2 separate regions of the Canis lupus genome follow, and region 1 is linked to region 2. A link is a contact called in public Hi-C data. All regions are on one chromosome and are shown on one strand. Each heading gives the region's core, a stretch centred on a gene start, on an enhancer-like site or on the middle of the called end of the contact. The rest is flanking DNA. Distances are from core to core; before and after follow the strand shown.

Evidence for each region. Hi-C and Micro-C count contacts between places; a contact is called where the count stands out from the background.
Region 1: a Hi-C map of blood shows a contact between it and region 2, with 2.6 times the contacts expected there. The contact joins two enhancer-like sites. A contact is called at or near these places in 2 of 9 Hi-C or Micro-C datasets (both in blood).

The regions. Positions count from the first base shown.
Region 1 is chr3:49,767,800-49,773,012 of UU_Cfam_GSD_1.0, reverse strand. AKAP13 (A-kinase anchor protein 13) reads right to left here. Exons shown (of 40, transcript XR_005357033.1): 20 at 2,626-2,693; 21 at 413-479. Among named protein-coding and RNA genes, the nearest start is that of KLHL25, 98 kb to the left of the region's middle. Within about 2 kb of position 2,247, at least 8 of the 20 cell types and tissues checked have an H3K27ac peak or open chromatin away from gene starts, as enhancers often do. A contact at or near this core is called in blood, where this site is marked.
Region 2 is chr3:49,610,339-49,615,781 of UU_Cfam_GSD_1.0, reverse strand. The region is part of intron 3 of AKAP13 (A-kinase anchor protein 13); the gene reads right to left. Among named protein-coding and RNA genes, the nearest start is that of AKAP13, 130 kb to the right of the region's middle. Within about 2 kb of position 2,926, at least 4 of the 20 cell types and tissues checked have an H3K27ac peak or open chromatin away from gene starts, as enhancers often do. A contact at or near this core is called in blood, where this site is marked.

The DNA of each region.
Region 1 (5,213 bases), core at 998-3,497, 160 kb before region 2:
CCACCTGAAGGCCCTGGAGGAAAAAAGAGAACTACTTACTTCACTTCACAGTTTATAAACTAAGAAGTTTGATCAGCAAGATCTCTTTTTCCCTTGTATAACTGTAGGCATTAAAAACATGCATAATTGTCAACTCATGGAAGAGAACTTGGAGATGCATGAAATTTCACCTGCTGAACCACATGGAAATAGGGCTGCCTCTCAGGTGAATACACACACTATTCTAGAAGCCTTCCAAGGGCATGTGATGGTAAAACATTCGGCTTTTGGACAATAATCTGCAGTCTTCTCTAACTAACCACAAAATAAATACTCAAGTCTTAAGAGTAACAAACAAATATTACAAAAACACGTTTAAGTCCTGAACCAGAGAGTCAAAAGAGCTGGCAGAGAGGACAGCTGAGTGACTTACGCTTGCTCCGCATGATGACTGTGGGCAGTGAGGATGTGTCCTGGGCCTGGAGGCTTCCTCTGGGCTGCTGAAGGAGAAAGGAAAATAAATACATGAGGACTGCATCCACAATTTATCTTCTGTCAGGTCTCAAGAAGCCCAGAGCCAGGAGAGAGCAGGGACAGCGCTCCAGCTGGGCTCCTGGCCAATGGTACTCACCATCCCTCCAGTTACCCTCACAGGCTCTCCTCTGAGCCTGCCAAGTTGCATGACCCCCAAAATGCTGCTTTTCCCCCGGAACACCCTGTGCCCCTTCACCTCAGGGCATTCCTCAATTCCAAGACAATGTGAGAACCATCTCCTGGGTAAAGCCACCCATCACCTTCTTTCTTCTCCTCATCCAAGGCAGAGCCTGGCAGTCCCGAGAATCATGCACAGACCTCCACAGTTTCCCCCTTGTTTATGGTCACTGTCTGCCTGCCATCTCTCCCCCCACTAGAATGTTGGTTCCTGAAGAGCAGCCCCTGTGCTTTTTTCATTTGTTTCTCCAAGTGACTAGCATTAATAAAAGTACTAAATAGTCCTTATGTAAAGTACTAATTTCAGTTGAGACTTTTGTTGTAGAATGTGACAGAAAAACTGTGAGAAATTAGAGTGAGCCAATTACTCTGAGATAAATCAGGCTACTTCCAATTTAGAAATGGAACTCCTCTTTCAGGCTATGTTCTCTTATAAGGGAGATGCTACATCCCTATCATCAGTGTTCTACAGAGCTTAGTACATTCCTAGTAGCTCTAAGTCTCGTCAGAGATCACAAACTCAGTGCCCATGGGGTTAGGCAGGCAACAAGTGAAGGAGGCAAGGCCGGGGTTGGGGGGAACCTACACATCCTGTTGAGGAAGCAGCAGCCTCTCAGCCCCCGTGGATTACCACTTTCTATCCATCTGCCCAACATTCAGGGACCTAGACAACCAGACTCTGTGCTGGATGCCTCAGATCTATCAACGGATCAAACATTCCTGACTTGAGACTGCTTGGCAAGTTTGGTGCTTACATTCTAGTGGGGGGGAAGGTGCAGATTACACAAAATAAATGTAGTAAGTAGATACAAGCTGTTAAATAGAGACTCTGAGAAGGTGAGAAGTACTATGGAGAGTAGGAAAAAAGAGCAAGGTGAAAACGGAGACTGCTGGGTAAGAGGAAATAACCAGGGTTGTGAGATCTTCCAATTTTCCTTTTTTGAGGTCATCCAATTTTTTTTTTGAGGTCATCCAATTTTTAAAGGAGAAATTAGAATCTAAATTGATATGAAATGTGATTTCTTCAAACAACTGCATCAACAACAAATACTTCCAGAGCCAAACAAAATTTACATCCCCAGCCTGATAAAATCTGGGGTACAGAAGTGTATCGTTTTTACACTCATTCAGACTTGTAGCATCTGCATCATCTGGGAACTGACTAGAAATGCAAATTCCCGGGCCCCACCCCAGGATGTGCAACCCGGGAAGAGGGATGCAGTAAGTGGTCTCTCGCAAAAGTCTCTGAGGGGACTCTAATGCACATTCATCCAGGTGTGAGGCCACTGCACTACGTAATGTTTGCTTACTGGTAAAGTGCACACCATACTAAGTATCATGTAGATGGAGCTGGAGTGCTTTCCTGACAAGGACAGAAGGACATTTATTTATGGGTGACTACAACACTGAAAACCACGGAGGCTACTTAGAAGGTAGGCCCCCAAACCCTCCCTCTTTAGGGCCACTTGGTAGGTGGTGCCCATTATTACACAGCATGCACCTCCCGGGCAGACACCTCCACTCACTTCCTGTTCTTGTGTCACATGACCAGAGACAAGTGCTCTGTGACCCATGGACAAAAGTGCTGCCGGGCAGGCCATGTCAAACTCTCACACTCCTCAGCAGTCAGAGCACCTGAATGCCACCTGCTGCCCTCAGGGTGGCCCCAGGGGAGCCGGGTGTGTGAACAGCAGAGCAGGCCTGCACACACAGTTAAGAATAAAACCACTTTAACAACGACACAGGGACATTAGAAACTCAGAGATGTGTATTTAACACGGAATTCTGAAAGCATTTTCTTTTCCAAAAGCCTCAGATACCCGAATGTGTTAAGAAACTCGGTGGCCTTAGAGAAAAATTGTTTGTTTTGGTCTCAATGATCACAATAAACAAAAACCCCAACCAGGACTCTCCCCATTCCGAGTAATGTCTTACCTTCATTTTGACCTTTGCACAGGAGGCCAGGCTTTCTCTACAGCCTTTGTGGACAAAAGCACTGCAACCTGAAAAACAAGCAAAGCCCCAGGTGACTTGGGCCAAGCAAACAGATCTTAGACTCTGACTTCCCAAGTGAAGTCACTTGCATATCACAATGCGGCTCTAACTGGAATTACACACTGCAGTCCCCTTCCAGAAAGCAGGCGTGTGATGTCATGGGGAGGAGGAGAAATGAGAGCAGATGTGATTTCTGATTAACGGAAACTAGAAGTCTGGAGCTTCTCAGGCAGGAAGCTGAGAGGCAACGAAGCAAAACGACAAGAGAAGTGCCTGCTGTCAACAAGTGAAATCAGAGTCATAGCTAAATCCATGAACAGAGAGCCCCTGACCAGGACCTGGGAAGTACGTATGCTTTTGCCAGAGGCAGAGTGTGAACCTCAGAGTCTACCTGTCTATGTCCTTCTGTTTGGGATCTTATCCACTCTGAGCTTTCTGCAACCCAGCTAGAGTCAGGAGACAAAAGAAAGGTCATCAGAACTACCCCAGGCATACCTTGCAATCTGGACTCAAGATAAAGTGGGAGACTTCCAGAAAGATGGAGGGGAGACCACTTCTGTCAAGGACAACCCTTACTTCTTTTCCCTTGGCTCCACAGCCACTGATGTAAAAACTCAGCCCTCTCTGTGCCTCAGAATGGTCGCTGTCAGCTCTTACTGCTGCTATGAAGTCATAAGATAGAACTGTACCAGGAGGCCAGAGGGGAAGCAGAAACAAAAGATCTGTGGGGACAACCAGTGACAAAAGCGTTTCGAGGGGAAGGCTCCCTGAAAAAAAAATCAACCCAACACCACAGGTCCTGACAGCCTCAACTCACTCACTGTGGGCCAAGACACTCTCTTAGCTCACACGTATGGATGTGCGAAGAGGGGAGTGATGATGGGGAGGATAGGACACTAGAATAGAGACTGCCAGAACCCCAGGCCCCAGGGGCCTCTCCCTACAGGACCTTCCTCAACAGTTGCTCCCATGATGTCTCCTTGGTTCACGGATCTCTTTGGTAATACCACCTGTCACACCATACTGTGATGGTCTTACGTTTTTTTCCTCCACGGAGTGCTCTTCTAGGGCAGGGACCCTTCATCTATTGCTTAATCTTTAAGTCTTTCTACCACAGTGCCTAGCTCATGGCTCCTATTCACATGTCTAGTTTAGACCCTGCTAGGTCTTTTTTATCCAAAAGGCAAATGCCCTGATACTACACTGATTATAGAATGTGAAACACCAACTGGCTCTGCGAGTTAGTGTGACCCAAGCAAGTCTGTCCTTACCTCAGTTTCCCCATCTAGTAAATGAGAGGAGGGTCTACTTTCCCCCAAGTTCCTTCAGCCTGTGATTCCCTAAGACTCTTTATGTTACATCTCTTGAAAAAAGGGTTAATTTTTCAAAGTGAGTCCCACTGGACTGTCCCACAAGGTTCATGCAGCCGAAGATTTCAACTTCTGTGTCATCTGAATTATCAGTAGGGTAGCCCCAGCCACCTAGTATGTTACGTTCAGGGAAGGGCCTCACCTGGAGAGTCTTGACAGAGGCCACCACTACCCAGAAGCTATCACGATATCAGGATATCAGGCTATCACAAAAGCTATCTGCTTTTGTCAACAGGATGGCCCACAAAGCTGGAACTAGTCTGGAGTCCTAGGGGTGGGGTAAGGCTTTATTCTGGGCCTTTTGCTCCTAGGCCTGCCTCTGTCCCCTGTCTAGCTAACCTCTTCTAGCTCCACCCCATGTGGCATTCATGGTCTGGCCACCTTTCTGTTAACACACCTGAAGAGTCATCTAAGCTCTTCTACCAATGGCAAAACAAGGTGAGGCTCTCCTGGAAAGGGGTCATGTTGGCATCAACAAGAAGAAATACTGGAAGGTTTTAACTCATTCTTGCCCCCCATTGCATTCTTCTCCAGGAACAGACTGCAAGTTAGTGATTTGGATGCCATGCTTCTTATAATTTCTACCGTCTGTGGTCATCTCCATGAAAGTGGTGAAGCTACTCTAGAGGTCGGCAGTGAGAGAGAGCTTATGTACTACTCAACAGGAATGCCGGGATTTCTCGGCAATGTCCCTTTCTGGGCATAAGGAGGCCTCTGCAGAAAGAGACCCCTGGGGAGTGACTCATTCTAATCAGCAAAAGTAAACACTTTGAGGATGTTTCTCTAAAGAACCGGAAACCACTGGCCGTCATTAATTTGTCCAGTTCTCTGTGACTTGAAAATACAGATCAATTTTGATAAAGAAAAAAAAATTGATAAAGAAGTCATTGTTTACTACTGAGAGAAAAAGTAGAACCACAAATAGAAATCCATGTAACTCCTGAGATACCGATGTGGCTATGCCCCTCTTCGCATCATGCAATGTAACTCCTGTTCCAGGATCTAGGCCCCTGTGAAGCTTGGCTGAAAACTTCATGCAGTTTAGGAAAGGCCAAAGAACCAATAGGTGGGCTAGACCATATGTCTTTATTGATTTGTATTTAAAAATTGTTTTTGCCACTCATTTCCCAGAAACTCTTCAATGGCTCCCCATCATCT
Region 2 (5,443 bases), core at 1,677-4,176:
GGTGTTAGCAGGCAGAGGCTGGACCAGGAGAGAAAATTAGCAAGACATTCCAAGAAAGGAGAATAGTTTAAAAAACAAAAAATGGAAGTAGAAGGTAAGTTCAAGGGATGGAAAACTACAGTTTCGGGAGGATATTAACTTGGTTACATCTGGATGATTAGTGACAGCAGAGACCTGGGTTCAAACCTATTTTACTTCTTAGCTATGTGGCCTGAGGTAAGGGACAACACCTCTAACCCTGTTAAATCTCAACAGTCTTCTGGTCCCTTAAGTGAAGAGCCAGAATTAGGAAGAATCTTCTCAAATTCTTTAATACCCTCACCCAAAACAACATCACACCTAGCCTCGATTCATTTCCAATGAAGTAAGACAGAGAGTGACAGTAATGTATTTTAGTCACAAGAATAATTTTAAAGAACAGTGTGGTTCTCATTCTTGAATCTAACCAATAATTACAGCATAGCATTACAAGCCTTAAGCCTGTGCAAAGGTAAGAAATCCAAAAGCTTGAGCCACTAAGGGAGTGACAAAGCCACTAATAGTAAATACCATCCACCACCCTATAAAAACTTTCTGTATAGACAAGTTCACACCATATTCCAGATCTTCAGCTTCATCACTCACACACACATACTCACACTCATAGAGGGGTGCATGAGTGCAAAAAGCCACAGTAAAGCACCACCACCTTACTTAAACCTGCAAAGTGTAGGAGTAAGTGTCTGCATGGAAATCTATCCAGCTAGGATAGAGTGAAGACGAAGGGGAGAGAAACAGAACGTGGTTCAGGAGCGTGTGTGTGTGTGTGTGTGTGTGTGTGTACTTGTGCAAGCTACGTGTGTTTATTAGCAGGCTAAGCATGCCTATCTCTTTTTGCTGCTTTAGCAGAAGAAATCTGTTAGAAGGTGGATGGTGCAAGGTGGTAGGTGGAGGGTGAACTGTCCGCTCTGTGTATACATTTTTGTGTAAAATAAAACTATCAGACGAGGCAGAATGTCAGAAAAGGCCATGAAACAGAAACCCAGGAGCAGCTATCCGATTGTGTGTGTGACATTTTTCACTTCAGATATAAATTCACAATCTGAAGGAGAGACTATGAATCATCCTAAGTAAAATGTGCCACAAGTCGGGAATTTGTTAGGTATGATTACAGCCTTCTTTTTCAAAAGAAACACCGAGGAATAAAAGATGAGTGAAGGAGTGAGTGTGTCCTGGACGAGCTTTAAGAACTCCGAGTACACTGAAAGAGCTACTACCGCTCAAAAACAGAGTGCCTCAGCCCGCTGTCTGGAAATCAGTGCATGGGGCTGCCAGTGCTACTCTCTCACACTAGTGCTTTCTATTATGCTCAAGACTATTTTTTAATCCCTATAAACTTTCAGACAAAGCAGTTAGGGAGGACAAAAACCAACATGTTAAAAAACAAAAGTTATGGGATGCCTGGGTAGCTCAGCGGTTGAGCGTCTGCCTTTAGCTCAGGGCATGATCCCAGTTCAGGGATCGGGTCCCACACTGGGCTGCCTGTGGGGAGCCTGCTTCTTCCTCTGCCTGCATCTCTGCCTCTCTGTGTCTCTCATGAATAAATTCTTTTTTAAAAAAAGTTATATAATATGGACCCAGTAAACCCACTGTATACACCCACACACAAAACATCTTATTGCCAAAAATTAGTTCTAGAGACAGTTCTAGATGAGCTCTCCAGGGGCCATTAGCCTTAAAACTGCCTTTGTATACACAAAATGCAAGGTATTAACAATGCCCACACATATACTCAAAATACACGGAAACCACAACGTGTGTGATATCATCACCCCAATTCAACCTCTTCTTATGTAAAAACAGAAGCTGCAATGGAAAGAAGAGTAGCAGGGTTTTCAGCTAGTGCCATGACGCTTCTCCTTCCACTCTATCTCCTGGTAATGAAGGAAAATAAGAATCACGAGTCTTTTTAAAAAGGGAAGTTCAGAAAACTTTACTGAGCTTCTTCTGAAGGCAGCAGCCCCAGAAAATTGAGACAGGGGAAGAAGAGAGACAAACTAGTAAATATGGCTGAAGTGTCAATTCCATTTCTGAAACAGCCTTCTGAATCAACCCATGATCAGGTCAAGTTCTTTTACAACAGAAGCATAAAGTAAATTAGGGGGTGGGGGAGACCCACTCCTGGCTAAGTGCGGGGCCTAAAGGATGAGGGCAACTCACTGAGGAGTCAGGAAATAGCAGGTGTGCTCTCCACCCTCCACAGCAGACAGGCTAGGTCACCCTGAACCAGTCACCCTGCCTGGAAGCCCAACACCACCTACCCTAAGACAGGCATCAAAAACTGGTAGCTAGTATTATCTTTTTTTTTTTTTAAAGCTATTAAAATATTTCTGTTTAAGGGGTGCCTGGGTAGTCAGTCAGTTGAACATGTGACTCAATTTTGGCTCAGGTCATGATCTCACGGACCATGATCTCGAGCCCCACATCGGGCTCCACGCTGGGCAACGAGCCTGTTTAAGATTCTTTCCCCACCCCCCTCCCTCTCTAAAAATAAAATTAAAAAAAATAATAAACTTAAAATGATCCTGTTTAGGTCACTCAAGGAAAAGAGATTCTCAATACTCTACAAAGAGCTTCTGTGGCAAGACCCAGTTGAGCTTGGAGCTAAAAGTTGCCTTTGGCACTGCAGAACTGAAAAGATAAAGAGAGAAGGGAAGGGAAATGCAGAATAAATAAAAACACAACAAAAAGCACCTAGCTGAGAAGCAACAATGTTAATTAACTGCTAATGCTCCTCTTAAAAGCATCTAATTCCAACCTTTTTTAAGTAGACAAGTCAGGAGGTATTTGTGCTCATTAAGTTGGAGAGCTTTTCTGTACGCTCCTTATCACTGTATAAAGCACCCGTACCCATGGAAACGAAATACTGCTACAGATAAACAACTCTGTTGAAGCATGACCCAAGAATTACTTCATTTCCTATTAAGCTAAAAGTGGCACACATCCCATCCGGGCCTTCTCTTTTGAGGATGAAACAATGGGACTTTGTTTGACCAACTATCCAAAAAGGAACCCTGAAAGTGCTTGCTGGACTAGCCCAACCCAGTCCCACTCAGAGGATGTTCTTTTTTTTTTTTTTTTAATTTATTCATTTGAGAGAGAGTGCACACATGTATGTGCATGGTGGGGGAGAGAGAAAGAGAGAAAAAAGAGAGAGAATCTCAAGCTGGGATTCTCCACTGAACACAGAGCCCCACACAGGGCTCCATCCCATGATCCTGAGATCACTACCTGAACTGAAACCAAGAGTCGGATGCTCAATCAACTATGCCACCCAAATGCCCCCACTCAGATCATGTTCTAAGAGAAAGGCTGTGGTAAGAAGTCAGTGGTAGAAAATACAAAAATAATATATTTTATTACTCCAGTTTGGCATGAAAGAATTTAAGAAGTGGCTCTATGGGGTTAAAGGAAATGTTCAGTCTTGAGGATTATATGCAAAAAAAGCACCTAATGCTAGTTTTTGGTGGTCAAACAGTAGATGCACAAATCTGGTATGTGTAAAACATCTCTTACATGTAAGAATATTTAAGCAGAGTGGGGGAAAAACAATAGGCACAGTAATTTCATCATGTACATTTTCTGAGGAAAAGGGGCTAATTAATACTAAAAACATGACCCACCAGATTTCAGCCTATTACTATAAGGTAGTGTTTCTCAGTGTTTTACTGTCACCCCCCCTCCCAAGGAGCCTCTGTAGACATTTTTCTTTATTCACTACCACCCCATCTAATGAAACTTTAATGCTATAAATATATATTTATTTGTATATGTGTACCTGTGCTTATATAGATTAAGACTTTTTGCCCTTCCCCCCCCCCAAACCAAGAGCCAATTTTCACTCCTGTGGCAGGGACATTGCCTTCACTATAACTCATGTGGCTAAGAGTCCAGTGCTATACCCTTAGTTCCAAGTATACAACGTCCACATAAGCACTCCAGCTGGGACAGTAGACAATGGGTATTTTTTCCCTTCAATTGGTCCTCAGTTTGTTTTTCCAGGATAGCAACTACATGTACTGACTAGCATTGGGCCAATAATTTAAGATTTTTAAAATTATAATCACACCTGTCTAGGGATCACCTAGATAGCAGGAGTGTTTTAGAATGGGGAGACTGTAACAAAGTGTCCAGTAGAAAGTAATAGATTCCTTCTCCATGGAGGGAAGGTCTGGTATTCTGTGATTAGGATGGTTTAAAGTCTAAAAATTCTTTCCAAATGTGTAATTCAATCTGGCAACTCTGGACATCAGCTACTAGAGACAGGTCCTGGTTCACAATAAGTGAAAGACACATCATGATCCACCTGTAGGGCTATTTACTGGGCTGGGCTATGATCACTGATTTCTAATAAGTCCAAAAGGAATTCTGATCACAGCAAATGGTTTCTTTTTCTTTTTTTAAATGACAAATCTTTATATATATATATATATATATATATATATATATATATATATATATATATATATATATATAATATATAAGTACCTTCCCCTTGATGAATGAGAAAAATACAAGAGCTGAGTCAAATTTTAGGTCAATGAATGTAGTTTTCCTGTCTAACAAGAACCTTTGCTATAAGTTCTAAAAGTAAGTAACACATGCTGAAAGACAACTGTATCTTATGAAAGACCCTGCACCAAAGCCTTTCAGAGAAATGGGATGCAGCATCCACTGAACATCCTGTCTTATTTCCATTCTGAAATCATTGTTTGCTTGGTTTAAATTCATATTTAACGGGCAGCCTGGGTGGCTCACCAGTTTAAGTGCCTGCCTTCTGCCCAGGGCGTGATCCTGGAGTCCCAGGATCGAGTCCCACGTCTGACTCCCTGCATGGAGCCTGCTCCTCCCTCTGCCTGTGTCTCTACCTCTCTCTCTCTCTATCATGAATAAATAAATAAAATATTTTTTTTAAATCACATTTAACTAATAAAAATGAACACAATAAGACAGTACTCTGTATCCCCCCCAAGAATTATCTTCCAATGATACTCAGACTTCTTTAGATTACTTACCAGTCCTACATAAGTCTTTTAAAGAAAAACCTCAGCTTCATCTCTAAAGGAAACTTCCTGTTTAGTTAAAATGGGATTTGGGGTTGGATTTGTTTCATACACATAGAAAAGAATGGAATTATTTTTCTTTATTACAAAGGCAATACCTTTTGTCTTTAGAGATGTATTTCCACTCAGGCTGTATTTCATAGCAAATTATATTCTCAACCATAAAACTCATAGGTGTTTTGAATGTAATATTTTATCTTACTGTTTGTCGGCATCTAGTGTTAATCAGCACACAGATGGCTTTATTTTCAGGAGAGAGGTCATTTTTTTTCAGTCTTCAAAATGCTTTTATTAAAAATTACTATACATGTTTTAAAAAGTAACATATTCACTTGTAAAGC